2 separate regions of the Oryctolagus cuniculus genome follow, and region 2 is linked to region 1. A link is a contact called in public Hi-C data. All regions are on one chromosome and are shown on one strand. Each heading gives the region's core, a stretch centred on a gene start, on an enhancer-like site or on the middle of the called end of the contact. The rest is flanking DNA. Distances are from core to core; before and after follow the strand shown. Region 1 has its middle 270 kb from the start of SGK1. Region 2 holds the start of SGK1 (serum/glucocorticoid regulated kinase 1).

What was found. A called contact is a pair of places that touch in the nucleus more often than the background predicts.
Region 2: a contact with region 1 is called in a Hi-C map of psoas muscle, with 6 times the contacts expected there. The contact joins the promoter of SGK1 here to the enhancer-like site in region 1. A contact is called at or near these places in 2 of 6 Hi-C or Micro-C datasets (embryonic fibroblasts and psoas muscle).

What each region holds. Positions count from the first base shown.
Region 1 is chr5:34,424,149-34,427,360 of mOryCun1.1, reverse strand. No RefSeq gene overlaps it. Among named protein-coding and RNA genes, the nearest start is that of SGK1, 270 kb to the left of the region's middle. Within about 2 kb of position 1,695, at least 2 of the 8 cell types and tissues checked have an H3K27ac peak or open chromatin away from gene starts, as enhancers often do.
Region 2 is chr5:34,692,082-34,695,293 of mOryCun1.1, reverse strand. It overlaps SGK1 (serum/glucocorticoid regulated kinase 1), which reads right to left and starts at 1,614. Exons shown (of 12, transcript NM_001082056.1): 1 at 1,495-1,614; 2 at 1,292-1,367; 3 at 839-914; 4 at 360-464; 5 at 164-247; 6 at 1-46. The coding sequence starts at 1,570.

The DNA of each region.
Region 1 (3,212 bases), core at 446-2,945:
AGGAAGAAGCCTCAATTCTTTTTAATTAATAATATGAAACGTCTCGTATTAACAGTCTGTACTGTATGTTGAAATGCAAAAGGTAGAGATTTTGCTTTAGTGTTCAACAAATAAGGAACAATGTGATTTCAGAAGATATTGGCATATTATTGACCAGCTTCACTGGACACAAATAGAAGGATTAATCATGACTAATTCAATACATATTTATCTGACAACCATGTGAGTTGCATTGGTCCAAGTCTAGGACTAGAAAAAGAAATAAAGCAAACCAAGATTCCCCGGCATTTCCATTATAGCAAGGGAAGCAGAAAATAAAGAACAAGCAAAATGTTAATATTTCTCATAATTAAATAGCATTTTAGAAGATGAAAATGGAAATAATGGAAAATATTTTACCCTAAATCCATTATGCAGGATTTTAAGATCATGGAAACTGCAAATCCCAGAAAGCAATCCACCTAATCACACCCATTTATGGCCACCTTTCCATGATGGTAAACATCTGCTCACATAGTTAGAAATGATCTCCTGTTTAATCTGTGGCACAATGCTATCTCCCTGTCATTCCTGACTTCTTTCACAATTCTGCTATCTGCAATGATGCTCATGAAAAACATCCAATTGAGAGATCTGTCTTCTATTCCTTTTTAACATTTCTAATTTAGGCAACCAAACCAGTCTGAACCAGATAGAGCAATAAGGCCATTCTTTGGAGTTCACCCAGGCTGCATGCATATTCAGTTGGCTTACAGGATGTAAACTAATACCCATGGGTTCCAGCCAAAATGCTATCCTTTTCTTTGCTGTCTAATTCTAATATAGAATTATAATATGACTTCATCTGAATTCTGTTGCAAAAAAAATTTTGAAAAAGAAAATACAGCATAACTGTGCCTCTGAAGTCCCCATTATCTGGGGGGAAATGAACAAGCAAAAACAAAAACAGAACCACCACCAACAGCAGCTATACCCATTCCTTTTAGAATCTAACATCATTTCTCTCAAAGTTGAGAGCCACATTTTTTTCATGGAGACCATACTTCTCTTTAGATTAGAATGAATTTGGCAAGTATGTTTTGGGTTGGATTTAGCACTTTATATTTCTCTTTCTGCTTAAATAAAATAGTTCCCTGGGGAAAATACATGTTAGGTTAAACTTCACAAGGATTACCTACAATTACAGCACTCAGCAATTTTTAATAAAAGAACACCAGGCACTCCATGCTAAGCTGATTCCATTTTTGTAATATTAATGTTATTCCACCAAACAGTGCTGTCAGATGAAATCCTAGAAGCAAACATGACACAAACTTTAGAGAAGTTGTGTGAAAATGACTTCTAATCATATCTGAGCACGAATAAGGACAAATAAATCAAGGAAGGAACTCAACTTCTGATGACCTGAGGATGTTGGCTTTAAAGCCAGATCAAAATCATGCAACTTGCAAAAGGAGTTACACAGCCACTGAGAGAGTAACAGCAAAGCCCACCATTTCTGGGAATACTGACCTATGCCAGAGGCATGGGAACTTGATTTTGAAATCCAGATCACATATTTCAGATGGCCAGTGTTCCTGACTTCAGCTTCTTGGCAGGAATGCCAGCTGAGTGGGCACATAGCATAGGTGGATGATAGCAAACAACCTCAGGGCAAGCTGTACACCTCCCAGCTGCAGACCAGTTGCTGCTTCTGAGGGCATCCAACCCAGATGGTGCCAAGGCAGATAGGCATGATGCTAGGAGAGAGGACAGGCTGGGGTTTGGGGTTTTTATCATTGTGCTTTGAAATGTCTAAGTGAATTTTTGATTTAGAGTTGGAGTTTCAGCTGACATTCATTATGAAGATATGGCATGGAAGCAATAAACAACATCTCAGCCAGTGGCTCTCAGAAAGCTTAATTGGGGTAAAAATAACAACTTGGCTGAGGTTCCCATTCACTGCCCTTCTCCTTTTGTACTCCTCCTTTGTCCTGAGCTTGCTTTCCCAAACAAGCCACCCTTACACACTCTTTTATGGGAGAAGTAGCTGTTCACATGGAAGAGGGAACAGCCGAGGGAAGGGCCAGCCCTCAGAAGACAGCTGAGCCTCACTTAGCTGTCTTTGGAGGTGTGTTCTAGGGTTTTTGATGCTACAACAAAATTTGAGTCCAAAAAAAAAAAATAGTTCTCTTCAGCCGCTTCATTGTAAAGAGTTACTTGAATTACAAGACGGAACTTCTAGGTCTGAGTTTACCCCACTGCAGAAGGGGCCAAGAGTAACACAATCAGAGCAGTTCATATACCTTTTCAGGATACTCGTTTGCCTGAAACATTTTCATTTGGGAATATGCTCATCTTCTGTTAAACCAGTGTCTCTCCCAGTCTGCAGTGCTAAGCCTACGTTAGACCGGAAGACACTGCTTGTGGTAGTCTTTTCCAAATAGAAGGTGTCTCCTACTATTTAAAAGAAAAATTGGGACAGAGGAGATTATTTCACACAGAGCCATGGCCTTCCTGCAAATGCATTTTTGCATCTCAGTTTCAGGAATTCTAGAAGTTTCTCGGCTCGTTGTCCATCGCCCTGGATTTGTGCCTCAGATGTTTTCATTCCATCAGCCAGTTCAAATCAGGAGTGAGATGCAACTGAGCTGGCCTTCTACTCTGCCAAGCACATAATCCCCCCAGGATCGGTCAGCATTTTCATCCCAGAGAGTTAAGACTGACCTTTCAGAAGCAGAGGCTGCTTTGCGTTTGTGCAAAATAGACTCCAAGACAGATAAAATCCCACTTCGGATCATCACGATCCCCATCGTTGCCTGCGATCCCTAACTTTCTTTTTCCAACATAGACATGGCAACTATGTGACTTTTTAAAGTTGTGTGTAGTTGCTAAAACATTTGGAGTTGGGGCAAAATTTGCATAATTCTATTAAAAGGTTTATACCTCAGCTTTGAAAAATATTTGAGAAAATGTGATTTGGCGAAAAGAAAGTCTTATCTTTCGGACCAGAAGGTGCTTTTTGGAACTAAGCCTGTTAATGTTAGGATTGCCTGTTAAGCATCAAAAACTGAAAAATAGAGACGAGAAGGGAGGTTCCTTTTATCTCTGCTTCAAGTCCACGGTGTTTGAAGCTTAACAGACAGAAGGATTTTCTGTTTCTTTCAGGTATTGCAGACTTGGAAATGGGAGTCTTAGTACGGCTATGGGAAACCCAGGTGCATTTCTATGGA
Region 2 (3,212 bases), core at 365-2,864, 270 kb before region 1:
TCACGTTCTTCAGCAGCACGTTCCGCTCAGACATAATATGCTTCTCCTAGGAGGATGACAACCCAGACTGAGCGACAAACTTCAACTTGGCACCCACTCCCAAGGCAAAGCTGATTCAGTGAGCGTCCACTCACAGCTCCAACCCACCAGCCCCTTCTCCTACCTCCTTCTTTTTCAGGATTGCTTTTTTCTGCAACACCTTGACTGCATAGAAGGCTTCCTCTGCTTTGTGTCTCGCTAGTAGAACCTGAAATTGCAATAAGAAAAAAAAAAATCATCCTTTTTGGGTCCTCATCCAGGGAGAGTGTAAAATGAACACATACGAGAGTATATACAAAGGTCTCCGGATCTGAAATTACCTTTCCAAAACTGCCCTTTCCAATCACTTTTAGGAAGTGAAAGTCTGATGGTTTAGCATGAGGGTTTGATGATGGGCCAAGGTTGATTTGTTGAGATGGACTTGGCTGAAAAATAAAACATTCTCCTTTAGTGTCACCGCTTTCAAAGGCAGACGTCCACAATAAAGCATAAAAGCTGGATGCAAGTCCCATACGTCTATCAACGCACTCAAAACTATTTTTCAACCACACCATGTCATTATTTCAAGTGAGTATGGAGATTAAACGGATAAAACTTTTATGAAATATGCCTTCAGACAATACTCCACTGACTCAATACTTAACTAGTTATGTCACCTGTTATGTCCTTAACTAATGAGACATTCCTGCCTTCATACTAATTTCCAGAAATGCTATTTTAATCCATCAATGTAGGGATACTAGGTGACTCACTTAACAATTCTCCCCCATAGATGCTTCACAAACGGAACGATACTCACCGGAGGCGAAGGGTTGGCGTTCATAAGCTCGGGCTCCTGAGGTTGGGAGATTTTCAAAATGGACTGAACTTCAGTGCTGCAGAGGAAAAAAAAACACACACACGTTGGAGCCTCCTCGCGCCCCACTAGGGGGCACAGCAACACCACCAGTTGAGTTTCTGGCTCGAAGTTTCCCCGGAGAATCCAGGACTTCAACTGCAAACACCCAAAATCATCTACTGGGCCCTTTGAAGCCAACAGTGAGCCCAGCTGTGTACAGAAATTGAGGTGGTTTTTCACGCGGAGGGCGGGCGACAAGGAGGCAAGCCCGTCTCCGTGTTAAAAACGTCTCAAGTAAACCAGGATTTGAGGAGAAATGAGATCTCCACCCCGACGTAACCCAGCGAGGGGAGACGACTCTGCTACCCTGCCGGCGCTACTGACTTTAATTCCCGCAATCCCACCCGAACTTACTGCTTGCACGCATAGGAATTATTAGCGATCTTCTGAATAAAGTCGTTCAGGCCCATCCTCCTCTGCTTCATGAACGCTGTGAATGAAAGAGGAGAAATAAACGAATGCTCAGATGGCTTCGTAACGTCCGCCGCCACACACACTCCGTGATCCGCGACCTTCCGAAAACTCGCACCGCGCGGCGGCCTGACTCCTGCACTCACCGATGAGGATGGCCACCATGCCCCTCATCCTGGAGTAAGTGAGGGGGCCCCTAGCAGCCTCGGTTTTCACGGTCATCGCCACGGTGAGACCACAGCGAGTCGTTGGGAATGAGAGACCGGCTCAGCCAACTCTGCGCTCGGGCCGCGCGCCCGGCTTTATAAAGGCTGCGCCGGCAGGGGAGGGGCCCGACCGGCGACAAAGGAGCGGCGCGGCCCCGCCCCCCAGCGCAGGCCCCGCCCCCGGCCGCCGCGCCGCGTCCCGGCGGGACGGCAGCCCGCGGCGGGCGGTTCTGTCCCCAGCCTGAGGGCGAGCCGCGGGCGGAGGTGGGGGACTCGGGAGCCGCCCGGGGAGGGCAGTTTCGCCAGTGTTCGGCGCCCCGGGGCGCGGGCGGAGGTGGCGGGAAAGGATGCGGAGTAATTTTCCATTTTTCTCATTTATTCCGTTCGGCGAGGAAGTCAGGGTAGCAGCGCCGAGCTGCCTTCCGGACGCAGCCCGGCGGGCCGGCGGCCCTGCGCGAGCCCACACCCTCCCCCGCAGTTGCACTCTCTCGGCGATAGATAGCCCGGGACCCCCGCCCCGGCGCCCCCCGGTTTCCTCCCCGCCGAGGCCGGGCGGAGCGTGCGACCGCCCGGGAGTTCTCTCAGGCGCAGGCGTCTCAGCGCGCCCTCATCTGCAGGGTCAGCGCGGGGCCGGAGCTCCCGGGCCGGTCCTCCCCGCTCCCGCCGCCCGGTCACGCCGCTCTCCGTCCACCCCCCACCCCTTCTCCCGAGCCCGAGAACCGGGCCGGAGCCATGCGCCCGCGCGCACCGGAGGAGCCAAGTCCCCGCGGGGGCCGAGGCGCGCTTACCCAGTCCGCTCAGCAGGAAAGACTCGCTCCTTTTCTGCGCCTCGGCCCTCTTTTTGTGGCGGGGCCGGAGCAAGGACTCGAGCCGGGCCCTGGCGAGCGCTCCCTGCATCTCCCCCATGGGCAGCGGGCGGCGGGCGAGAGCGACCGGAGAGCACTGACGTTTCCTTGAAGGAGCCGCCGTGACTCAGGCCGGGCAAGATTTCCTGCCCGGGTCCCAAAACAAACAAATGGCCCTTGTGCACGGCCGAGCCGCTTCCGAAAACGCCTTTTTTGTGCTTTTGGCCAAAACCAAGCAAGGCTGGAAAAAAAAAAATCCCAGAACTTGGAAGAGGAGGAAGGAAGGAAAGAAGGAGGGAAAAGGGGGGGGAGGGGAGTCAGGAATGTGTAGGGGAGGGGGCGGAAGCAAAATTCGGCTCTGCATTGAAGACAAAGTGCAATCTGCAGCCCCCCCCCACCCCTTTTGTAATTTCTAGAGAACATTCTGTCCGTTTTGCGTGCACTTTTTTTCCCCCTTGCATTTTAATCCGCGCCACGCCGAGAACACGTGAGGAGGCCGGTGAGGGCGGCGGCGGCGGCGGCGCGGACCTGGCGTGACCCGGGCGGCAGAGGGCGGCGGCGGCGCCCGGCCCGCGCCCGCTGCTCTGCCGCCTCAGAACTCCGCAAGGTCAACGCTACCCTGTCTTAGAATCCCTTCGTTTGCCCTCCTCGTCCCTGCCGCCCGCAGAGTCGCCTGCGTTGGGCTGTTTCCCGCAAAGTGGCGTCTCCTGCACCCCCACAGGGACGAGCCGGTGACGGCGCTCCGGCGCGCGGACCGGGGCTGGAGGCTGCCCGCGGCGGCCGGGCTGTGCAGGCGGCGAGGCCGCTGCCTTC